Regions from separate parts of the Arachis hypogaea genome. Here region 2 is linked to region 1. Evidence: chromatin contacts called from public Hi-C data. All regions are on one chromosome and are shown on one strand. Each heading gives the region's core, a stretch centred on a gene start, on an enhancer-like site or on the middle of the called end of the contact. The rest is flanking DNA. Distances are from core to core; before and after follow the strand shown.

Region 1 (5,764 bases), core at 1,311-3,810:
CAAAAATACTCCTAGATTTTATTTTGTTTCAATTTTATCCCAGTTATCGATTTGTATCAAATAAACCACTCACAACTAAATTTAGAATCAATCCAGCAATAATTCATGACAACTATGTCTGGTTTACTTGTGTTAAAGGTTATTCTTGTAAAACTGTTACTGAATTGGTTCAAGGGTATTTGAAAGATTAGTAACCAGGAGTATATTTGATGCAAATAAAAAACTTCCGAGACAAAATTAAAACAAAATAAAACTTAGGAGTATTTTTAAAATTTTTAATAAACTTTAAGGACTAAAATATACTTTACCTTATACTAGTAGTTGATTTTTGTGGTTGACTTTGATGTTCTAATAGCATTTTTTGTTCCCTTAAAATATCTCTCAAATGAAAGAAAATCAAAGTTTTGTTATAATAATGAAGCAAACCATTCAAACAAAGACTTAGTACTAAGGGAGGATAGTATTGGAAAAGTGCTTACTTGTACATTACATCAAACATCTCGCGGGCGAGACTCTTCAGATTATCATCGAAGCTAACTATGCGTTTATTTTTTGCCCTCAATTTCGGGTCTGGATATTGTACAATTTTCAATGGCGCCTCGAATTCAATATCACCAGCTAAAAAAGAGCGCACAATCACATAAGGAATGGGGTTTGAACTCAATGTGAAAGTATTAGAAAAAGTGGTGGCATGGGGATGGGATTCGGTGGAGCTGAGTAGAGAAACTTACAAGAAGCGGCTTCATCTTTAGTTGCTGAGAAACCAATCTTGGACACCGCACACAGAGGAGGCAAGGACCAGTTCGTAGAGAAGTAAACCTGGTCGAGCGAGGTGAGACGGTTGTGTGAGAAGGGTGGAATGGCGGGAAGCGCAGAGGTAAAACCACCATGAATATGAAGGTGACTTGAGCGGAGAAACTTCGCTGAAGCCATAATCGGACAAGGTTTGGTTGCACGATTGCAAGGTTTCCTTTTAGGCCAATCCTAAGGTGATGAAGCCAAATATTTTCAGCACGTGATATTGACCTGGGGAAGGAGATTGGCGGTGCCTTTGACTTGTTACAACCCGAGGTTCTGAAAATCGAATTAGTCATTGAACCGTTTAGTCATTGATTCTTCAGTTTATTGGGCTAACCAAAAAAACCGTTTTATAATAAAATAATAAATAAATTATAAATAAACACTTTATAATTTAATTATAATCTAATATAAACCTTAAAATATCTTCTAAATTTAAAACACTACATAAAATATCATCAATCAAATTATTATCCACAAATACATTATTATCACCCAATACTTATTGATTGATACTATCATCTATAACTAAAATTATAAATCATAAAATGTATTAATAATCTTTGAGCTCATCAATTTAAATAGAAGAAATTTAATTCAATTCATATATTTTTTCATTGAACTAAATGGCTAATTATGATCAATTTACTTTTTTGTTAACAAAAAGTTGATCATAAATTTAAGAGTGAATACCCCACTCGGTCCTGACAATTATCTCGTTGTCTTTCAAGGTAATTGTCAGGCTATTTTGGATTTTTCTCTAAATTTTTTTAATAAATTTTTGGCATAATTTACTTGTTCCCTGATAAATTTTTAACAAAAATTTCAGTATAATTTTAATATAGATTAACAAAATTTTCAACACAATTTTAACAAATATTAACCAGTGAACTAAAATTAACTAATCTTTCAACTCAATGATTCAATCGACAGCAGAGAACGATATAGCACATGAGCATAGTTAATCATTCCATGAGGCAAATTTCAATCTGAGTAGAAAAACAATGTTCTGAGAAAAAAACTGAACAGATAACGAAATTTTTTTTTAAAAATGAAGCCATTAACAAAATTTTCAGAACAATTTTAACAAACATTAACCAGTGAACTAAAATCAACTAATCATTCAACTCAATGATTCAATCCACAGCATAGAATAATACAGCACGAGCATAGTTAATCATTCCATAAGGCAAATTTCAATCTGAGTAGAAAAACAATGTTCTGAGCAAAAAAAAATGAAGAACGGATAACAAAATTTTTTTAAAAAATGAAGCCATTAACAAAATTTTCAGCACAATTTTAATAAACATCAACCACGACGGAGGGAGGCAGAAGCGCGGCCGAGCAGAAGTGTTGGACTGATGGAGAGCGAGCTCGAGGAAGAAGCTGCGCACCTGGATTGGTGAGAGCGAACAGGGTTTGGAGACTTGGAGAACGCCGACAGATGAAGAGAGGAGCCCCTGAGTGCGACGGACAGCGACAGTGGCTCACTCCTTGCGGCGGTGGTGGAGGCTAGGTTTGAGGACAGTTCTGCTTTCTGAAGGAAGGAGATTGGAGAAGGGGTTGGGGGAAACAAGGCACAACGGAGGAAGACACGGTGGCTCCTTAGCGCAACGGACGGCGGCGCTGAGGCTCTCCTTGCGGCGGTGGGTGAGACTGTGACCTAGGGGAGAAAGTTGAGAGAGGAGAGAGTCTGAGGAATGGGGCTCGAGGGAGTAGGAGACTGAGCAAGGAGGAAGAGTAGGATAGTTGGATCCCCAAGCGTCAAATTTAAAACGACGACGTTTCATCAAAACCGGCCGGATCCCGATTCGATCCGATCGGCCGGGCAGTTTTATGTTGAACGGTCTTCATCATTAAACCGAACTGCATTAACTTCCGGTTCAAAGTTGGACCAATTCAATCGAACGGTCCAGTTTTTAGAATCATGTTAACAAGTACCTTTAATAAAAGGTGAATTCTATGGTGTAGAAAAAGAAAATTTTCTACACCTATATATATTTGTTGTCAATAAAAAAACTACCAGGTGTCTAGAGAAAGAAAATTTAAAAGACAATATCTGCTATTGTTTTGATAAATTGCAGAGTTTATTTTTTGTTTTTTTTGCTACTCCTTGAAACACGTGAAGAAATTTAATAACTAAATATTTATTTAATTAATGATTATAAAAATGATATTAGACTTTTTTTGGGAATTCTATTTATTTTGGATAATGATTAAGGTTTAAAAGATTAAAACATTTTCATAAATAATAATTATAGTAAACAATATAAAATTTGCAATATACGTAAATATAATCAAATTTAATATTTGATATAGTCACCAAAAAAAAATTTAATACTTGATATGTGAAATAATTAAATTTATCTCACAATCAAAAATTAACACATAATAAATTAAAAATAATTAATTATTCATCTATCAACTTAAAAATTAAAATACAATATAAAATACTATTTAATATTTAAAATAGATAAATTTAAATTTAAATTAATATTCAAATCATATATATTAATTAAAAATTATATTTACGTATATCACAAATTTTATATTATTTACTAGAACTATTATTTATGAAAATCTTTTAACCTTTTAACCGTAATCATATTGTTTTTCTAAATATATATTATTTTCTCAAATTTTTTAACCAAATTATTACCCTTTTCATATTTCTAATAAATTTTGATAGTTATTTTAATTAATTATTTAATTTAATTAGTATTTTAAAATAAATTTTGTTCATTATTATTCCAAAAAATGTATCTAATTACTATAGAATTTTTTTTTATGTATTTCTTGTGAACATTTTAGAAGGAGACTTTTTTTTTCTGCTGCACCATACTTAATATATGCTTTAATACATATAAAAAGTTAATGACTTTTTTTTATAAGTCTTGTAATTTATAAAATTTAGGCCTGTATTTTTAATTTTTATTTATAAATATGGTTTGATTCAAAATAAATAAAATTTTACAAAAACAAAAAAATTCAAATAAAGGTCCAATATTAATTTTATAATCACTAATTAAATAAATATTTATTATATTTAACTATTAAATTTCTTCTTGCACGTCAAAAAACAAAAAATTGAAAACATTTTACAACTTAACAAAATAATGGTAGATATTGTTTTTAAATTTTCTCTCTCTAAACACTTGGTACCTTTTTCTATTGACAACAAATATATATAGGTGTAGAAAATTTTCTCCTTCTACACCATAAAATCCACCATCAATTTATTACCATACTTCATCAAAGCTAGCGTGGTTATATTTTCGAAAATTGGTTGACTGACAACAATTTCATTTAATAAATATTATTATTACTATTTTTTATTAGTATTAGTTTTTATTGTATTTTTAAATATAAAATTTAAATTATAAAAGAGATTATTAAGTAATAATTATAAAAATGTCTAATAATTAGAGATATGATATTATAATTAATATCATTAATAAGTGAAACTAATAAAAATATAATAAACAAATTGATAAGAGAGTGAGATAAAAAATAAAAAATATTAATAAATATTATTAAATTATATAAATAAAGTAAAATTTAAAAAATTTTAATTAATTATGGCTAAAAATTTTTAGTTATCAAATTTTTTTTAATTAATTAAGTAATTATAACATTGTGTGAAGGGACAAGGGCGGCCTTATCTATACTTTTTTTTCTTTGCATTGATACAAGAAAGGAAAAGAGAGAGAATGAGAATGAGAGAGGATTTTTTTTTTTTTTTAATTTCTAAGATAGCATCCTCTCGTTTATGAAACGTATGAAAAATACTATGAAGCATGAAGAGTCTTAAGAAGACTGAGGTGGCTCATTCATCTACACATGGACTTTATTGCTGGAGGAGACTAAAACTCGTTTTGTTTATTTATAAAAAATTATATTAACAGTATTTGATACAATTTTTTAAATATATTTTTAATTTTTTAAAAAAAATTTTGAAAAAAGTAAAAAAATTTAATTTTTTTCCTTTTTAAAAATTATTTTATCATTTTTATGTATTATACAATTTTAAAATAAATATTTTTATGATAATTTTTTAGATATAAAATAATTTATTTATAAATTATTTTTAAGATAAGTTTTTATATTTTAATTTAAATAAAAATTAATTAAATTATTTATCCAAACTTATCTAAATTTAGTTGAGCTTAACATTATTAAAATGGATCAATTATTTTTTACACGTGGCATCAACATATTATTTTATCATGTTACGTAATTCTTAACATAGTACATCATTAACTAATTAATAAAAAAATCTATTTGATTTATAATTATACTTTTTAAAGACTAATATGTAAAATAAAATTTTTTAGATATTAATTTAAAAAATAAATTATTTTAAAAAAACAAATTTAAGTAAACTCAAATTTTAAAGTTTAAACGAAAGCAAGAATAGCCTGTTATTACTTACCGAATTTATTTTTTAGAGTTGGAATCATACGACTCAAAATTGAGGGTCAACCTTTGTCACGGCCTAACCCCGAAAAAAAGACGCTTTTTCGAGATCAAACAGAAATTTTACGAAATTTTTAGGAATTTTAGTGCATTTAAGCATCTCAACTGCACAGGTGCTTTGTCATCAAGCTGCTGAGTCAGCAGTTTGACTGCACCAGACACCTCTCCTGATCTAAGTAAGCACATCGTAAAAAGTTGCGTTTTGAGTCACTTTGGGTCTGAATTTTAAAATTCTGATTTTCGTAATTAGTCTCTATATGTGACGAGCTGGTCTCGAATTTCGAGAGAAAAATTATATTAATATAATATTCATATATTATTATTTTATTTAAAATATTATAATATTATTTTCTCTACTGTGGTTAATGTTGATCTATGTTTAGTAATATAATAACTGAGCTAAAAATCTACCGGTAATGGATAATACCTGCACTCTTAGATGAACTTAGCAATGCTAATGCTTCATCATATATCTTTTATCATCATGATT
Region 2 (5,764 bases), core at 1,881-4,380, 200 kb after region 1:
GTGTTGGATTCAAACTACATTGTCCACCATATCCATCAACAATTATCACGGCATTGCTCCATGCCAGAAGCAAGAGCAATGCCACCTGAAAAAGATAATAGTAAAAAGATGGAAAATGCAACCCACTGATTCTCACAAGATTTCCTACAAATGCAAATGATTAATCCAAGGTTAAGGCACAATGCTCAAATATAGTAGAAACAATAAAAGCACAACGCTCATCTGAATTCAGAATGCATGATGCTAACACTACACACTAATGAATTGCTAACAGTTTATACAGTTTATACTTGATAATGACACCCAAAAAACAGAGGCTAGTTTATCAGATCAGAAAGGAATGAGAGTTGATTTGATTTGATTTGATTGAAGCAATACAATTGGTGGCAATTACCATTGCCATGTGCCTATGAAAAGGAATAATACAAAGACCAAACCAAAACAGAATCACATACATAATAAGAACATAGACACCCTTTGACTTAAACATAAAAAAAAAAAAAAACAAACAAAGATTGTAACTTGAGAAGGCCTTGTGAGTTATAATCAAGACCCAGAATCCAAAATTTCATTACGGGCAGAAATAAGAAGAGAGAGGAATGAAGAACCAAAAGAAACGTACTTACAAGCATCTTCTATGAGTCAAAGGTGTGGCAAAAGGGTTAGAGACCAAAGGGGAGACAGGAACCGGTACGCACTAGTGCCAAAGCAACTACTAGTGACTAAACAACTTACACAAAAGAAAAACGCAAAAGAGGCAGGGAGAGAGAAAGAGAAAGTAAAAAGAGGAGGAAGAAGAATGACCAGCCGCAGGAAAAGGATGCAGCTTTGTGCAGTTTTATGAGAATTTTATAAAGCATTAATAACAAACAATCATGTAAAATGTAAATGATTAATGGTCCTTTCACACATGGGTGCATATATGATATATGTAATGTATATTTGGTTTTAAGAAAAAAAAAACTTGATGGGTATTGGTTGGGAGCATAGCTAAATTATTTTACAATCTTGCTATGCGTGTATTATTTATAATGGGTTATGTTAACTATACATAAAAATTAACTATACTTTAAAATATAAAATATATATTAAAAATAAATTAATAAAATAAATATATGAGGACTATTTTTAACATATATAATATTTTTAATTTATAATAAATATTATTTTAATATTAATATTGTTTATAATTAATACATATTTTTTATTTTGTTAATTAATAAAATTAACTATAAAAAAAAGGGCAACCCGGTGCACAAGCGTCCCGCGTTTAACGCAGGGTCCGGGAAAGGGCCGCAACCAAGGTTGTAATGTACGCAGCCTAACCTGATAACTATATAATTAATTATTCATAATAAGTATATTTTTATATAAATATAAAAAATATTTAGTATAAATATTATAAATGATAATAAAAAATAATATTGTAAATTATGTTATAATAAAAATAATAAACTTTAAATTTTTATACTCATTATTTGAATTTGAATAAGTATTTTAAAAATATATAATTACATGATAAAATAAAATTTATATGAGATTAATTACATCTTTGTGGTTAGTTTCATAAATATTTAAATTGAATTTAGAATTTACATTTGATAGTTTGATTTTTCTTTCTAAGAATATTTTAAACTAATTTTTTTTTTGAAAATTTGAATTAAATTCTATTTTTAAAATAAATTATATGCCAATTTTTAATTGGTAAATTTATATTACCAATATATGCTAATTATCTTAATTTTTGTATACTTTTTCTTGGTCAAAATTAAAGTCTAGCCATACCACATACAAAAAATGAAGTATCTTTTATGCCTATGTTTATATAATCGAACCATATCATATTATATGTATATTAAAAATTAATCATCAATTAATTATTGCGTACAAATATATAAAGGGTAAGTATGATTTTGGTCCCAAAAGTTTAGCGCCAAAATCGAAATCGTCCATCATCTAATTTTTTATTTAGAATCGTCCTTAACGTTTTTTCCATATTAAAATCGTCCTTTTTATTTAAATTTTTAATTTAATTTCTAAACTACCCCTGCTTTAAAAAAGGGGTAAGTATTGTTTTGGTCCCTAACGTTGAAGCTGAAAATCGAAACCGTCCCTCATCTAATTTTCGATTTAGAATCATCCTTAACGTTTTTTTCGTATTAAAATCGTCATTTTTAATTTTTTTAGACAAAAATACCCTCACCACTACCAACAAAATTATCTTCTCAACGCGTGTAGGAGGGAGGGGAAAGGACGCGGGGTGGAGGTGGGGGTGGGGGAAGGGGAGACGGGGAGGGGGAAGGGGGGCGGCAGCGGCAAATCTTGGAACCGCCGTCGCCGTCGTCGTGGCCGTCGCCGTTGGGGATCGCGAGGGAGAGAGGAGACGCGAGCCACTGCCGCTGCCTCGCCGCATCGCCGCCTCGCAACCTTGGTGTTGGTGGTGGTGGTGGTGGACCGGCCAAACCAAGCCAAAACCTTACGCTATAATCATGAATTAAAAGTAGTGAGATACTAGTACACTTTAGGGCTTGTTTGGTGAGCTTATAAGAAAAGATCTTTTTTTGAGTTATCTTTTTTTAAAAGATCTTATAGAGAAGTAAAAGTAATTTTATGTTTGGATATCTCATGTAAAAAGGTCTTTTTATATATCAATTATGTTTGGGTATAACAATATAAAAGTATTTTTTTGTTTATTTATTACATGAAAAACATCTTTTTTAAGGAAAAAATCTTTTAAAAAAAGATGTAAATTACAGCTTCTCAAAAAAGATCTTTTTTTGATTTTACTGGTACTTTTACTTTTACTACTAGAAATTTGCCAAACATGTTAAAAAATAAAAAAAGATCTTTTTTCATTGAAAAAGATCTTTTTTTAACAAAATAATGGCGCCCAAACATGCACTTAAAGATAGATACATACGTAATCAAAGTTTTAAAAACCAGACCGGACCGGCCGGTTCAACTGTAAACCGATAACAAAAGCAGTCCGATCTACTATCTAAAATCACTGATAGAAAATCTACTCAAAAACTGGCGAACCGGTCAAAAACCGGACGGTTGGATCGGACCGGCAACCGGCCGGTTCGGATAAGACGACGCCGTTTTTTATTTTAAAAAAAAAAAGAAAACAGAAGCAAATGCAATAATGCATTCGAGACCCAACACCCCCTCTTCTTCCCCCAACATTCGTCACACCTGGAGAACTCTGAAGAAAGGAAAAATAAAAAACCCTAGCCCTTCATCGCCGTCGCCATTCCCGGATCCTCAGCGCCGCCGCCGTCCCTAGGTCCTCAGCGCCGCCGATTCTTCCTCTTCCCCGTGTCCGGAACCCAGTAGATCGGCACGTCGTCTTCATCTTCGCCGGCTTCTCGGCACGGAACCCAGGTTAGTGGCTTCTCGTCTTCATCTTCAGTTCTTCACTGAATGTTTAGTCTTGTTCTTGGCTTGAACTTTGAAGCTCTGAAGTTGTTGTTCTTCGATCTTCTTCTTCGGCCTTCTTCAATTTTTGTTCCGTTTTTCTTCAATTCTTCTTCTTGGGTCTTGGTTTGAAGTTTGTTTCTGAATGTATTTGTCGATGGATCTGTAATTAACTAATTACCCAGGTTAGTGTTTTCTCTGTTTTCAAATTTATTGTTACTCTGTTTAGTGTTTTCTAATTGCTCGTTGGCTAGTGTTTTACACTTTTACTGGTTTACTGGTTGCTGATGGCTCCAAATTTTTTTGTTCACATTTGCTAATGGCTTTGATTTGTAGTTGCTGGTTTTGCTTTGATTTGTAGTTGCTGGCTTCTAATTATTGCTGGTTTTGCTGGCTTTGTTTGTTGCTGAATGTTGCTGGTTTTTGCTGGCTTTGTTTGTTGCCGGTTGCCGTTCGGTTAGTGGCCTCCGCTTCTTCTTTTGAAGTTCTGAAATTGTTGTTCAATCATGGTGGTTCCATTTTTCTTGTAATCTTCTGTAATTGGCTGTTGCTGATGGATTTGTCTTGTATTTGTTAGTTGGTGATGGTGATGGCTGTAAATTTTTTTTTTCAAATTTACGGGTGGCTGGCTCTGATAGTCTGATTTAGTGTTTTACTGATTTGAAATTGCTGGATTTAGGCTGAAATTTTTGTCAAAAACTTTAATAAGAGCATTAACTTGTTTTACTGTTATCACATTCAAGAACTTTAATAAGAGCATTAAGTTCATCAGTTTGTGCTTTTCATCTCACTACAAGAGCTAACTGTGAGGAAACAGTGGATTCTAAGCTGACCACTTTGCTGACTTATTTTATCAGCATCTTCTTCCAACTCTTTTGTTTCAAATTTATTGATTTAGTCTGAAATTTTTGTCCAAATTTACTAATGGCTCTGTTTTGCAATTACTAGTTGCTGATGGCTCTTAATTTTTTTGTTCAAATTTACTGATGGCTTTGTTTTGTAATTGCTGGTTTTGCTGGGTGAAGGTTTAGTGTTTTGGAATGTTTTATAATGTGCTAATGTTTGTAATTGCTGGCTTTGTTTGTAACTGTTGGGTGAGGGTTTAGTGTTTTGTGATTATTGGTTAATGTTTTGGTTTGTTTGTTGCGGAATGCTGTAGGCCAAAGCAAATTTGCAACAAGTTCTTGCAGATTTTGATGATTGATAAATCATGATGTTGGGATTTAATATTTAGATATGTTTTTTTACTATTTAACTTTTGAGTTTGTATTTTGATAAGGTCATATGGATTTGGTTGATGATATTTTATGCAGTGTTTTAAATTTTGAAGATATTTTAAAATTTATATTACACTATAATTATATTTTAGGATGTTTATTTATAATTTATTTATTATTCTATTCTAAAATGGTTTATCCGGTTGAACCACCGGTTGGACCAGTGAACCAGTGACTAGAGCGGTTTGATAACCAGTCCGGTTCTCAGAACCTTGTACATAATACTTAAAGAATAATAATATAACAAAAGCCTGTGAAGGAAAAAAAATAAACAAAATCGTTAGCCGTTTTTACGCACGAAACGTTAAAGTGAAAACATCGCATATATATACTGGTCAAAAAATCGGCTGAACCAGCAATTAATCGGTGAACGGTCAGACCGATCGGGTTTTTTAAGACTTTTCCGGTTCAGTGGTTTAGCAAAAAAAAAAAAAAAAGGTCCCCAAGCCATACCCCTATGGCCCATCCCATCCCTCTTTCTCTCTGAAAATCCAATGAAGGACAACCCTCCTTGGAAGTTCGAACGCAGCCGCAGCCACCATCGCTCTTCACTCATTGCGGATCTCTTCTCCTCCGGGGACAGACCGTGGGTGCCGCGTTGCGTGTGGAAGCTCTGTTCGCCAGAAGTTCGAACGCAGCCCACAGCCACCATCCCTCTTCTCCTATCAGAGGAAAGAGGAGCTGCAGCCGCCGCCACCACTAGTGTAGTCTCGTCGTCGGCCCTGAAATCGTCGTCTCTGTCCTCGCGTCAAGCCTCTGTCTTCGAGTCCCTTCCCTCTCTGTCCAAGGTCACATATCTGTTGAAATAATGGTTGATAGTTGATTTGAATGATTCTGTTGAATTTTTTTGTTGAGTTAATTTGTCTGAGTTAATTTTGTATGGAGTTATGAGTTGGGGTTTATGGTGGATTTGAATGTTGTTAATTTTGTATTCTGAGGCAGGAGACAGGGTTTGTTGCTGATATGATTCAGAATTTTGTTTGGATGTTAAGTTTGTATATTTTTTGGTTAATTTTTCTGTTTTTGGTTTCTTTTGGCTTCTGAATTTAGTTTGGAGGTTAAGTTTGTAT

Evidence for each region. Hi-C and Micro-C count contacts between places; a contact is called where the count stands out from the background.
Region 2: a contact with region 1 is called in a Hi-C map of leaf, with 5 times the contacts expected there. The contact joins the promoter of LOC112796391 here to the promoter of LOC112796382 in region 1. A contact is called at or near these places in 2 of 8 Hi-C or Micro-C datasets (both in leaf).

What each region holds. Positions count from the first base shown.
Region 1 is chr4:15,613,691-15,619,454 of arahy.Tifrunner.gnm2.J5K5, forward strand. LOC112796382 (peptide deformylase 1B, chloroplastic/mitochondrial) reads right to left here and starts at 2,561. Exons shown (of 8, transcript XM_072233917.1): 1 at 2,193-2,561; 2 at 732-1,074; 3 at 480-618. The coding sequence starts at 933.
Region 2 is chr4:15,811,645-15,817,408 of arahy.Tifrunner.gnm2.J5K5, forward strand. LOC112796391 (probable hexosyltransferase MUCI70) reads left to right here and starts at 3,131. Exons shown (of 8, transcript XM_025838824.3): 1 at 3,131-3,384. It overlaps LOC112796390 (probable polygalacturonase), which reads right to left and starts at 902. Exons shown (of 6, transcript XM_025838822.3): 1 at 623-902; 2 at 1-144. The coding sequence starts at 632.